Regions from separate parts of the Mus musculus genome. Here region 1 is linked to region 2. Evidence: chromatin contacts called from public HiChIP or PLAC-seq data. All regions are on one chromosome and are shown on one strand. The core of a region is the stretch at or near the end of the contact, and the rest is flanking DNA. Distances in the headings are between cores, read along the strand shown. Region 1 has its middle 25 kb from the start of Mir5132. Region 2 holds the start of Renbp (renin binding protein).

Region 1 (6,420 bases), core at 1,292-3,791, 69 kb before region 2:
TCTTTCCACTCTGCTAGATTTGTGTTGCAGGAATTTTGAAGCTCTTTCATTGAATACATTTATTCTTTTTTTTTAAAAAAATTTAGTTATTTATTTATTCATTTAATGTAAATACAAGGTAGCTATCTTCAGACACCCCAGAAGAGGGCATCGGATCCCATTACAGACGGTTGTGAGTCACCATGTGGTTGCTGAGAATTGACATCAGGACCTCTGGAAGAGCAGTCAGTGTTCTTAACCACTGAGCCATCTCTCCAGCCACAGAACACACGTATTCTTAATTTATCTTTTTATTGTTATAAACTACCCCTCTGTCCTTGGTAATGTCCCTTCAGAAGTTGGCTTTATCTGGCATTAATATAACTACAGGCTATTGTTTTTCTTTCCTTTAGTGTGTATGAGAAGGGTGTTGACATAGGAGTCTGCTTTGTACCCCAGGCTGACCTTGAACTCCAACAATTCTGGCTCAACTTCCTGGGTATGAGCTAGGGAGTGCTCTTTCTGGCAGGGCACTGGGCTTTTTGTTGTTTTGTTTCAAAACAAGGTCTCATGAAGTTCAGGATACCCTCAGACTTATTTTGTAGCCAAGGATAACCTTGAACTCCTTCCTGATCCTTCACCTCTCGAGAGCTTGAATTACAAGTGAGTGTCACCAAGCCTGGCCAGGATATTCTCTCTTGAACTGCAGGCACTGGATAACAATATGAATAAGACATAAGGTGCTTATTCCTCCAACGGCAAAAGGAAAAGATAAAAACGGTATTTGCAGAGGCACTAGTTGAGAATTTCCCCAAACATATCAAAACCACAGATTACAACCACTAAGCAAAATAAGTCTGAGAATCACACTTAGTCACATCACAGTTTAACTACTTAAAGACAAGGAACTATTTAAAGTACCTGGAAGGAAAGAATATAATGTTTCAAGACAAACAATGGAAGGTAATAGACATCTTTAAATGTGCTGAAAAACGGCCAACCTAGATTTCTAGACCCAGTAAAATACCCTTTAAAAAAGAAAGCAAACATGTGGTGGTGTATGCTCATAATCCTGGCACTCCAGAGGCTGAGGCAGAAAGATCAGGAGTTCAAGGTCAGCCTCCACTGTAGCTGGCCTTTGGTACTTTGTGGGTTCTTCTTTTTCCCACCCTTTATCTCCCCCTATTTCACCCCCTACCACTAGGTAGGAGAGAAAGAAGAATAGAGGAGCGGGGAGAGATCTCTGAATCTATTTTCTTTCCTTTTGTTTCAACCAACCCCCACCAACCCCCACCAAATGACCACCAACCACCAACTCTGCCTATGGGCCTCTAGCATTTATATACCCTCTGAAAAATTCCCAGAATTCCAAATGTCACACAATCACAGAAACTATCTGCAGCTGGCAAAACCATGCCCCTGCTAGAGCATGAGGCATATCATAGCCACTGCAGACAGTCCAAAGTAGCCCCATATTCCACACCTGGGATTAAAACAAACACACATTCTATTTCTGTGGTTTTTTAAAGAAACCAAAATTCCAGAATTCTCACTACAAAGGATCACTTGCCAAAACTAATCTTTGACCTTCCCATCTCAGATGTTAAACTCCCTTTGGTTTACCCTCCTTCTAGTCAGGTCTGGCCCCAGTCAAAGCAGAACAACATCGGATCAAACCCAATGTTTGGCCCTTAGTTTTTCAGTTGAATTGTTTATTCCTAGGGTTTAGGTTTGGTTGTTTGTTTGAGACAAGGTTGGCCAAAGCTGGCCTCAAATATTGATCCTCCTGCCTGCCTCTGCTTCCTAAATGTAGGCATCACCTCACCTGGCTTTCTGAGTTTAAATATGACTGATAACTCAGCAACAGGACCAGTAATGTTTTAGTAATGTTTCCTTTAGTAGTTTTTCTTTTTTTTTCTTTTTTTTTTTTTTAGGTTTTTCAAGACAGGGTTTCTCTGTTTAGCCCTGGCTGTCCTGGAACTCACTTTGTAGGCCAGGCTGGCCTCGAACTCAGAAATCCACCTGCCTCTGCCTCCCGAGTGCTGGGATTAAAGGCGTGCGCCACCACACCCGGCCCATTTATTATTATTATTATTATTTATTATTATTCCTTCTCTTTTCTAAAAATCTACGAGAGCCATGCTGTGGTCTATAGAACGCCAGTTGCTAAAACTGTCTTGAGCAAACCTTTGTAAAAGAAAGCTTGTTTTACACTGTCAGCAGGAGGGTCTAGAATGAAGCTGTAGTCAGTAGAGATTGCATATTAAGTAGAGATAAAGACAATCTGGACGTGAAAGGGACTGTTAATCTATGGGGGCAGGGTTAGGGGAAGCTACTCTGCTCACTTAGAAACCAGAAGAGAAGGATTGCATCTTTCTACCGCCTTTATTCATTTTAAAAAATCATATCGTCAAGACTGCAGCTGTCACACTGGAAATATGCCCTCACTGTTGTTTTTCTCAGAGAGAATTAAAGTCAGGCAAAAGCAGCGACTGGAAGTCTCTCTCTTGGGTTCGGTTTTCTGCTGAGTCACTGCTTTAATGGCTGCTGGAGATAAATGACTCCCCCTCTCCCCAGCTTGTTTCTAAGGCAACCATTGAGCAAGACAGCAAGACAGCAGCAGTGAAGCCAGCTTGGGTCAGAAGCAGCTCCCATGTTGCTACCATGTTGCCTGCTTTCTTTTATTGTCTAGAACAAGTATATGTTTAGAAAAGAGAATGCTGACTCTTAATAGATGTAGCCATAGTGGCCTCTAAAGCATTAGACATTAGCAAAAGGATCACCTTTGCAAATCTAGAAAGTGAAAAAACCCATTGTTGTTACTTATTTACATGTTGTCAGGGGGTTGGGCATTCCCTCTCCCTGCCCCCTCCCCCTTCCCCTTTCTCCCTCCCTACTTCTCTCTTCTTCCCTCCCTTTCCTTCTTCCACTCCTTCTCTTTTAATCAGCTTACAATTAGGTGTAAGTGGGCATAGTAACATTCCTTTAATCCCAACTCTCTGGGGGCAGAGGCAGATGGATCCCTGTGAGTTTGAGGCCAAACTGGTGGTTTACAGAGGGAATTCCAGGACAGCTCGGGCTATACAGAGAAATCCTGCCTCGAAAATAAAAAAAATCAGCAGGTTTCCTTGTGGAATTTGCCTTTTTGATTGTTGTCTTGAGATAACGTTTTCTTGTTACTCAGGCTGGCCTCTAGCTTCCTATGAAGCTGAGGGTGGCTTTGAAGTTCTGATTCTCCTGCATCCTTGAGAGTGCTTTGTGCTACCACACCTGGTTTGTGCAGACTGAGGTTCGAACCCAGGGCCTTGTGCAGCACTTTCTGAATTGAGCTACATTCCCAGGTGAGGTGGAAACTTAATGGTTCCTTGGAAAGTCAGTTATGTTAGGTGGTGTTTTGCTGGGGCAAACACATGAAGGAATGTTTCCTTAAAGTGGACACAGGTGAAAGGCTAAGGCAGACTCATGAAGGAACTTTTAGCTGAAGCAGACAGGAGGAAGTATGTTCTGCTAACGCAAGCACGTGATGAAGGATTCTTTGCTAATGACACACATGTATTGGTCCACCTTTCATTATGTAGTTGAGCTGCATTTGTTGGGACTCCATAGAGAGAAATGCACCAAAAACCTTCTGGTGATGTTGCTACAGTTTCTTGCAGCTTCCAAGGACTCAGGATGATTGGCAGAATGAGAGAGTCACAACCTAGAACTTCTCTTGGTGTCCTTCTTAGTCCCTCCTTCCTACTGACTTGTGCCTAGGCAGAGGCCTGGCTGTCTCTGTTGGTAGTGCCACTGCTGCTGATTCCTGTCTGCTGTCCTGACTCTATGGACCTGGACTGCTGGTGTACCCATGAAGTGTTTGTGAGTAGACGGAGCTGCCACTGCTGACCTCTAAACGAAACTGCCGATTTCCAGACAACACAAATGGGAGTTGCTCCAAAGAACCTTTCTAAACAGGTCCACTTGCCCCATATCCTTTCTTTGCCACTACCTCTGGTAGATGGTGGGCTAAAAGATGTTAAAACATTTAAGAACCATCATTAAAAATAGATTTAAAATAATTAAAATTACACCCAGGTCCCTTTCATTGTCTTCACTGGCCTTTTATTGCATACTTAATCTTTAGTCTGATTTTCTTTAGTATGTACTTTCTTCTTCATGGTGGGTCTAGTTTTTTCTATATTTTCAGGTCCATAATCCTGGTCTATGAATGTATGTTGAAATATTCTCTTCTCATTGGTAACATGTCTTTGATATTTTCTACATAAAAACTAATGTCTAACAGCTCTGACCTGCATATCTGACTTTTAAAAGCTTTTCTGTACTTCATGATTGTTTTATTTCCTTATTTTTGATTAATTAATTTTTATTTCATGTGTATGTCTATGCACCACATTCATGACTAGTGCCTGCAGAGATTCATTTACAAGGGAGATTTTCCATTTTCATTAGGAGGTTTTCCAGGGAGTTATTTATTATCTCCTCTTGGCTAATCTGTTTTCTTTGTATTTCCATCAGGAATGCTATCAAATTTCCACTTCTTATAATTTACTGGCCTTTTCTTTGTGGTCTACTACATGATATTTTCCTATTTCATGTATGTTTGAAAAGAATGTGTAGCCCTCTGTTAGATATATTTCTCTATGTGTATCTGTAAGCCTGATGCTCTTCTGCAGAAAATATGTTTGACTTTTTGGTGCTTGTCTTAGTTAGGGTTTTACTGCCATGAACAGACACCATGACCAAGGCAAGTCTTATAAAAACCAACATTTAATTGGGGCTGGCTTACAGGTTCAGAGGTTCAGTCCATTATCATCAAGGAGGGAGCATGGCAGTATCCAGGCAGGCATGGCACAGGAGGAGCTGAGAGTTCTATGTCTTCATCCAAAGGCTGCTAGTAGAAGACTGACTTCCAGGTAACTAGGGTGAGGATCTTATGCCCACACCCACAGTGACACACCCATTCCAACCAGGTCACACCCATTCCAACAAGGCCACACCTTCAGATGGTGCCACTCCCTGGTCCAAGGATATACAAACCATCACAGTGCTGAAGATTGAACCCTGGATTCTATACATGCTAACTGTATGCTCTGACACTAAGCAACACTCCTGACCCTTAGAAAACATGAATGGCTTTTAAAACGATCATAAGAACATTTACTGTTCTTACAGAAGACCTTGGTTCAGCTCTCAACACCCACATGGTGGCTCACAACAATTTTTTTTAAAGATTTATTTTATTTATATGAGTACACTGTAGCTGTCTTCAGACACACCAGAAGAGGGTATTCCATTATGGATGGCCAAGAGCCGCCGTGTGGTTGCTGGGAATTGAACTCAGGACCTCCGGAAGAGTAGCCAGTGCTCTTAACCGCCAAGCCATCTCTCCAGCCCCCTCACAACAATTTTTAAATGAAAGTATTAAATGCTAGCCATCTATGCCAGTGAATGCCTGTAATCCAGCATTTGGGATGTAGGAGTTCAAGACTAGCCTCAACTATATTAGACATGCCTCACCAAAAAGAAAACAAAAGAAACCTAAATACTGTGTAACTTTATACCAATACATTTGAAATCCTGCATTAACTAAATAGCTTTCTATGAAAAATAGGAAGCCAGACGTGGTGGCACATGCCTTTAATCCCAGCACTCAGAAGGCAGAAGCAGGCAGATTTCTGAGTTCAAGGCCAGCCTGGTCTACAGAGTGAGTTCCAGGACAGCCAGGGCTACACAGAGAAACCCTGTCTCGAAAACAACAACAACAACAACAAAAAAACAAAAAAGGAAACTTCAAGTCATGAGAATCTTTACAAGCCTGGCATAGAGGTGCCTGCCTATAGTCGCAGCAACCGAGGAGGCTGAAGCAGGCAGATGATTTGAGTCCAAATTAGACACCAGCCTAGTCAATCAAGCCAGACTCAGTGTGGAGAGAAGCACAGGAAAAAGCAGAGGAAAAACAGAATACAGCAAAAGCCAAAACAAAACACACACCTGTTAAGGGCTTCTACAGGGTCCAGGCACAGCCCAAAGAACAGTCACCTTTTTTAGTCTGTTTGCTTTTTCTGGTTTTTTAATCCCTTTGAGACAAAGTCTCATTCTGTATCCCAAATAGGCTGGTCTCCAGGTCTTAACAATTGTCCCTAAACCTTTTTTAATTCTGGAATTTCAGGCCTGAGCTTGAAGTACAGATTGTTTTTACATTGCATGAGGTGATGTAAGAGATATGTCTCTCCCATCTCTGAGAGGCCCTGAGCTGCATCTGCCCCTACTCCATGTCATCAGGTAGCTTTAGACCCTTATTCTGTGTATCAGTAGCCAGCAAAGCTACTAAGAGATGCTGAAGAGGATCCACCCAATCCCCTGTTACCAACTGAGGTCTTGACTGTAGACTCAAAATGACCATCAGAAAGGCCTAGAGGGGCTGGCTCAGCAGTTAAGAGC
Region 2 (7,073 bases), core at 499-2,998:
GCATCATAGCTTTGCATCACCCTATTCCCATGAGACTCAGGGCCAGGGAACCACCCATTCTATCATACCAATGCTCTTAACTTGGCTGAGCTTGAAAGGGATGATATGTGTGTAAGAGAAGCTGGGAGACAATGAAGATGGATAAATACAGCTTAAATAACAGCATGCAAGCTTTCCTGGATACAGAGCCAAGGTCCCTGGGCATGACCTAGGCTAAGGGTAAAGATGAACAGAGCAGCTTCAGCAGATACTTAACAGACACTGAGATCAGGCTTATTCCTAAACACCATAAAGATGAAGTGTTTCAGGATGAAAGAGCCATTCTACAACCTGCAGAGCCACCCAGTAGCCATAACCTGGAAAGTAGCAGTCATTGCGAAATGAGTCAACACACAGCTGGGAAGGGGCAGGTAGCACAAGAACATAACCATATCTAGAAACTGAATTCTTTTTACTGACCAACTCCCAAAGCAGCATTGATGAGTCAGGAAGTCTAGTTACTTTACACTCCTGGGTTGCAGTCCATCATTAAGAACATGTTCAAGGAACTGGAGTGATGACTCAGCAGTTAAGTGCACTGTCTGTTCTTCCAGAGGCCCCAGGTTCCATTTCCAGAACCCACGTGGAGACTCACAACCAGCTGTAAGTCCAGGTCCAGAGGATCCAATACCCTCTTTTGGCCTCTAAGGATACTGCATGCATGTGGTGCACAGACATACATAGAGGCAAAAGCAAAAGCAAACAAAAAATAAACCACCACCACCAACAACAACAACAAAACACTGAAACATAAAATAAAATGACAAAAGAAAATGCAGGCAGTGGTGGCTCACGCCTTTAATCCCAGCACTTGGGAGGCAGAGGCAGGCAGATTTCTGAGTTCGAGGCCAGCCTGGTCCCCAGAGTGAGTTCCAGGACAGCCAGGGCTACACAGAGAAACCCTGTCTCGAAAAAACAAACAAACAAATAAAAAAAGACAAAAGAAGGGCTGGTGAGATGGCTCAGTGGGTAAGAGCACCAGACTGCTCTTCTGAAGGTCCGAAGTTCAAATCCCAGCAACCACATGGTGGCTCACAACCATCCGTAATGAGATCTGACGCCCTCTTCTGGAGTGTCTGAAGACAGCTACAGTGTACTTACATATAATAAATAATAAATAAATCTTAAAAAATGTTTTAAAAAAAAGACAAAAGAAAATCAGAACAAGTACCTCTGGCATTCTGGTTGAAATTCTCACTCCACAGAATTCTGCTGAGCAATGAGGGTGCCCAGTGGGTAGCAAGAATGGGGAACAGATTAACCAGCCTGTCACAGAGCCAACCTATACTGTGTACCTAGGAGGAAGGGCCAGAGAGCTGGAGGATGCCCACTCTACTCTGCATGGTTATCACCTGTTTTTCCAGAATCATCCTTGGGGGTGAAGTATCCAGCAACTGGCAACCAGGGCTAATGGTTGTAAATTACTGGACTCAGACAGCTGAAGCTAAAGGAAAGGGCTTGCCGACAATATGGGGTCACAGGGTCTCAGGATTCAGTCATTCCAGGGGCACCCTAACTTCACAATCTGTTGAGATCACCAGCCTCAGCTGCCAGGCCCAGATTCAGTCTCCTACCTACTCCCTCCTCATAAGGCCAGACTTCCTCACCCAGTTCCCACCAGGGGGATCTAGAGCTTGACTGCTCAGTCCAGGCCTAGAAGAGCAGAAGGCGGGGTTTGAAACCCCGCCCTTCGTCCCGCCCCCAACTCGGGGCCCTTCGGAACTCTGAAGAGGATCAGGTGGGTGGGACACTGCTCGGTCAGCTGAGTGATAGTCACGGGATCGCGACCAAGTCTGAATTCCTGGAGGAAAGCAGATGATGGACCTAGGACTCCTAATGTTACAGGTATGTGGTAGTGGATGGTTCCAACTAATGGTGGGGTCAGAAGCCCATTGAAGAGGTGGGAGTACTGTATCCTTGGCTCGAGGCCCTGTGGTGGTGGGGTGGAATCAAGTAGCTCTGGGGCCTACTCGAGTTGGTTCAGGAAGTCCCTGTGAAGGAAGAGCTGTGCTTCCCTGCTCTGCCCTGATTCACTTCACAGGACATGGAGAAGGAACGGGAGACACTGCAGGTCTGGAAGAAGCGTGTGGAACAAGAGCTTGATCGTGTGATCGCTTTCTGGATGGAGCATTCCCATGACCAGGAACACGGGTTAGCTATCCTGCCATGATCCTCCTAGGGCCCCCCTCCCCCTATCTCACTTGGAGGTGACACACAGATCTACTGACCTGAGGAGAGTAGTGAAGCTATGGAGAACGGCTCTTTCCTTCACTTTCTGACAACACTTGTCTCACAGGGGCTTCTTCACATGTCTTGGCCGTGATGGGAAGGTATATGATCACCTCAAATATGTTTGGCTGCAGGGGAGGCAGGTCAGTTTGCACACTTAAGGTGTTCACACAACAATAGGGTATACCCAGGGATACTTAGGATTCCCTCCACCCCAGCTACTCCTCTCTAAACTGTGTTCCCTCACAGGTATGGATGTATTGTCGCTTATACCGCAGTTTTGAGCGCTTCCGCCGTGTTGAGCTTCTGGATGCAGCAAGAGCAGGTCCCCTCTCCTAGCCCTATCTCCCCAGGGGCTTCAGTGGGTTATGTATTCAATGTATCTAAAGGGCTCTAGAAGAGGAAAGGGACTGGCAGGTTCCAAGAGGCAGTATATTCAGAGTCCTTACCTACCATGCATACTTTCCAACCACCAGGTGGTGAATTTTTGCTGCGTTATGCCCGGGTGGCACCACCTGGCAAGAAATGTGCTTTTGTGCTGACTCGGGATGGCCGGCCAGTGAAGGTGCAGCGGACCATTTTCAGCGAGTGCTTCTACACCATGGCCATGAATGAACTGTGGAAAGTAACGGGGGAAGTGCGTTATCAGGTATGTAGGAGCCTGTAGGGGATCACAGGCTGTTGGACATGAGTGTACTCTAATGACAGGCCTGGGAACCTGCCACAAGACCCATTTACTCGTTTCCTACCATTTTGTGACCACATGTTTCCTCAGCGCTCTCTAACCCTAACCCTAAAGGGACCCTGGGCAAACAGTGCCCTGTGTCCAGGTAGAAAAGGTTTTCGCTTTCTTCACTGGGCCCTTCTGCCTGAGAGTGACCTGAATCCCAGAGTCCCCGAAAATAGTATTGGGAGAAGAAGCTGAGCCCTGAGTCCTTGGGGGAAGAAGTATGTGCTGGGACAGGGCAGCCTCTCTGGTCTCCTCACAGAGTGAAGCCATAGAGATGATGGATCAGATCATCCACTGGGTACGGGAGGACCCGGCTGGGTTGGGCCGGCCTCAGCTCTCAGGGGCACTGGCCACAGAGCCCATGGCAGTGCCCATGATGCTGCTCAGCCTGGTGGAGCAGCTTGGAGAAGAAGATGAGGAGCTGACCAACATGTATGCAGAACTAGGGGACTGGTGTGTCCACAGGATTCTTCAGCATGTCCAGGTAGGCACAACCCAGGGTCCTCAGGAAGGTGGAGCCCAGCTTGCTGAGGGCGGAAATGGGTGTGTCCTAAGACAGAAGAGGCCAGAGCAACAGACACATTCTGAGCTATGGAAAGGAGGTCTTGATCTATGTTCTTCCCTTTGATGCCTCTGTGGCATCAAACTCAGTCTTGCCTGTCTCCTCATTCAGGGTTTTACCCTCTTCACTTGAGAGACCCAGACCTAAGCAAGAAGGATCAGAACCTACTGGGTTCATGGGAGACAATCAGCCATTCCAAAAATGTTCTGGAGCAGGGCGTGGTACACATATCTGTAATTCCAGAACTCTGGAGGTGGAAACAGGAGAATTTAGAGTTCAAGGTCAGCCTTGCTTGTATAGTTTGAGACCAGCCTGGGCTACCAAGACTATGTCAAAACATACAACCAAAAATGCCCCTTTAGACCTATTGAGTAGGTATATGGCTGGTACCAAGGGCAGAGGAAGGGATTTTCGAAGTTAGATCTTTCTTCTTCTTCTTTTTTTTTTTTTTTTTTTTTTTTTTTGGTTTTTTTGAGACAGGGTTTCTCTGTGTAGCCCTGGCTGTCCTGGAACTCACTCTGTAGGCCAGGCTGGCCTCAAACTCAGAAATCCACCTGCCTCTGCCTCCCGAGTGCTGGGATCAAAGGCGTGCGCCACCCCGCCCGGCTCCAAAGTTAGATCTTTCTGATTGGGTGACCTGAACTGGAAACATTTGTCTCTTGTCCTTTTCCTGGCAGAGGGATGGACAAGTTGTACTGGAGAATGTATCAGAGGATGGAAAAGAGCTTCCTGGTTGCCTTGGAAGACATCAGAACCCAGGTGAAGGCATGTGCTATGCCTGTTAGGAAAAAAAAAAAAACCTCATCATTGAGTTTGGGGTATAATATGGGAGGGGTAGCCCTCCTCCCTCCACCAAGGAGCAGGCAATGGGCGGGGACAGACTGCCCAGGAGTGGGCATGGAGTCCAGGCGGAAAGGCAGGGTATCTTGTGACAGAGTTCAAGCATCTCTCACCCTTGATAAGGAAGGGAGGTGCCAGGAGCTCCAGCCCTCAGATGCCTTGAAGTGGGAAACCTGATCCTTGCCTTACTTTCCTCCAACTCTGACTAGGCCACACACTGGAAGCTGGCTGGTTTCTGCTCCAGTATGCCCTCAGGAAAGGTGACCCCAAACTTCGAATGCACATCATTGACAAGTTTCTCTTATTGCCTTTCCACTCTGGATGGGACCCTGAACATGGAGGCCTCTTCTACTTCCAGGATGCGGATGGTCTCTGCCCTACCCAGGTGGGAGTGCCCAGAATAGCTTGCAAGAAGCCTATTATATAGTAGGAGCTGGGTATGATTGTGCATGCCTTTAATCCTAGTACTTGGGAGGCAGAGGCAAGCGGATCTCTGTGAATTTTAGGCTAACCTGGTCTACAAAATGAGTTCTGGGACAGTCAGATCTACATAGGAGATCCTGTGTCAAAAACAGTAGCAGCAGCCGGGCGTGGTGGCGCACGCCTTTGATCCCAGCACTTGGGAGGCAGAGGCAGGCGGATTTCTGAGTTCGAGGCCAGCCTGGTCTACAGAGTGAGTTCCAGGACAGCCAGGGCTACACAGAGAAACCCTGTCTCGAAAAACCAAAAAAAAAAAAACAAAACAAAACAAAAAACAGTAGCAGCAACAACAAAAATTTGAACCTAGAGCCAAAGTCTCTCCATCTTATATCCTGGGAAATCCATTAGAGAAGAGAATTTGTGCAAATGCTGATGCCAAGACACATGTCCCTCTGTCTGGTGCCAGCAGCTCAAAGGGCTCTTGGGTGATTCTCACTTGGTGGCAGGCAGGGGTGGAATTGTTCCTCTGATTGTTTTCTGATCCTTCTGGAGATCTGCAGAGGATATTGTACAACATGGGTAGCAGCAGTGTCCAAAAGGCCAAAAGACAGTGTGACAAGGCAGACAGCATTCTAATTCAAAGACTAAAGTCTTCCCTAGTACTTGTCTCCTTTTAAGGAGCTGCTTAGGGTACATACAGGTCAGAAGGCTAGCCCTACTCTTTTTTTTTTAATTAATTTATTTATGTATATGAATATACCATTGCGCGCTCTCTCTCTTTTTTTAAAGATTTATTTATTTATTATATGTAAGTACACTGTGGCTGTCTTCAGACACACCAGAAGAGGGCATCAGATCTTGTTACAGGTGGTTGTGAGCCACCATGTGGTTGCTGGGATTTGAACTCATGACCTTCGGAAGAGCAGTCAGTGCTTTTACCCGTTGAGCCATCTCACCAGCCCCCCCCTTTGTTTTGTTTTTCGAGACAGGGTTTCTCTGTGTAGCCCTGGCTGTCCTGGAACTCACTCTGTAGACCAGGCTGGCCTCGAACTCAGAAATCCGCCTGCCTCTGCCTCCCAAGTGCTGGGATCAAAGGCGTGCACTACCACCGCTCAGCTACCATTGCTCTTTAGATATGCCAGAAAAGGGCATCAGATCCCATTACGGATGGTTGTGAGCCACCATGTGGTTGCTGGGAAATGAACTCAGGACCTCTGGAAGAGCAGCCACTGGTCTTAACCACTGAGCCATCTCTTTAGCCCCAGGCTAGCCCTACTTTTAAGGACTATTCAAACTCTATCCCCCATGTCTCCCCCATGATTAAACAACACCAAGTCCTAAGCCAGACAGACTGAATCAGAACAGAGGATGTTAAGTGTCTTCCTAGGGCCTTCAGGGACCTGAGCTGCCCATCTCTGCTCTGTTCTCAGCTGGAATGGAACATGAAGCTGTGGTGGCCACACAGTGAAGCCATGATTGCCTTCCTCATGGGTTATAGTGACAGTGGGGACCCTGCCTTGCTGCATCTCTTCTACAAGGTGGCTGAGTACACCTTCCGCCAGGTAAGTGCTCTCTCCTTGTCCCCTGGAAGCCCAGGCAGCAGGAGAGGGAGAAACAGGGGCTGTGTGTAAGGGGGTCCAGGAGGCTTTCCCTCAGCTTCTTCTAGCCCATTCACTAGATGTTGCTCTCAGCTGCTCTGAGAGTCCCAAGACTGTCTTTTGTTTGGTGAACCAAGAAGCTCTGCCTCAAGGAATACACCTTTCTGGATGATCAGATTCTAATCGAGTAAACAAGCAAACAGAGACCAATGAGCTGTGGAAAACAAAGCAGATGCCAAATGATACAGAACTTTCTTATAGAGGGGGCAGAGAAGACCTTGTGAGCAAGGATCCAAAGCAAAGGAGGGCAGGGTGTATCTGTGTCTATTCAACAGAAAGGAAACTGTGAGGGTACAACCATGTGGGTTCCACGTAGCAGGAACATCCTTGATCTGCCAGGGCCAGTAAACCTGAGCCTTGACAGGGAATCCAACAGCTAGGATGTCAGGCTGGTAAATCACCAGTTGGATTTTCCTCCCTGTCCCCTGCACGAGCTCGTGTGAGAGAGAAAGACATACACACAGTAGGTTAGAGGACAATCTCAGGTGGTATTCCTCAGGCACTACATACCTTTTTGTTGAGAAGATAGGGTTGTGAACTAGCTACACTGACAAACTAGCTACGGAGGTGAATCCTTAGAATACTCTATCTTTGC

Evidence for each region. HiChIP or PLAC-seq counts read pairs in DNA pulled down with a chosen protein or histone mark.
Region 1: a contact with region 2 is called in an H3K27ac HiChIP or PLAC-seq map of embryonic stem cells, with 14 read pairs. The contact joins the enhancer-like site here to the promoter of Renbp in region 2. A contact is called at or near these places in 3 of 39 promoter capture datasets (embryonic stem cells and stem cell-derived epiblast-like cells), 4 of 484 Hi-C or Micro-C datasets (the Ba/F3 cell line, embryonic stem cells and liver), 6 of 115 datasets of contacts at active chromatin or transcription factors (the SCID.adh cell line and embryonic stem cells) and 3 of 9 other capture datasets (adipose tissue, liver and pancreatic islet).

Annotation. Positions count from the first base shown.
Region 1 is chrX:73,995,547-74,001,966 of GRCm38.p6, reverse strand. No RefSeq gene overlaps it. Among named protein-coding and RNA genes, the nearest start is that of Mir5132, 25 kb to the left of the region's middle. Within about 2 kb of position 2,541, at least 184 of the 459 cell types and tissues checked have an H3K27ac peak or open chromatin away from gene starts, as enhancers often do. A contact at or near this core is called in the SCID.adh cell line, adipose tissue, embryonic stem cells and 2 more, where this site is marked.
Region 2 is chrX:73,925,525-73,932,597 of GRCm38.p6, reverse strand. It overlaps Renbp (renin binding protein), which reads left to right and starts at 1,748. Exons shown (of 11, transcript NM_023132.3): 1 at 1,748-1,884; 2 at 2,081-2,190; 3 at 2,336-2,411; 4 at 2,518-2,593; 5 at 2,745-2,917; 6 at 3,258-3,482; 7 at 4,238-4,319; 8 at 4,610-4,785; 9 at 6,251-6,382. The coding sequence starts at 1,855.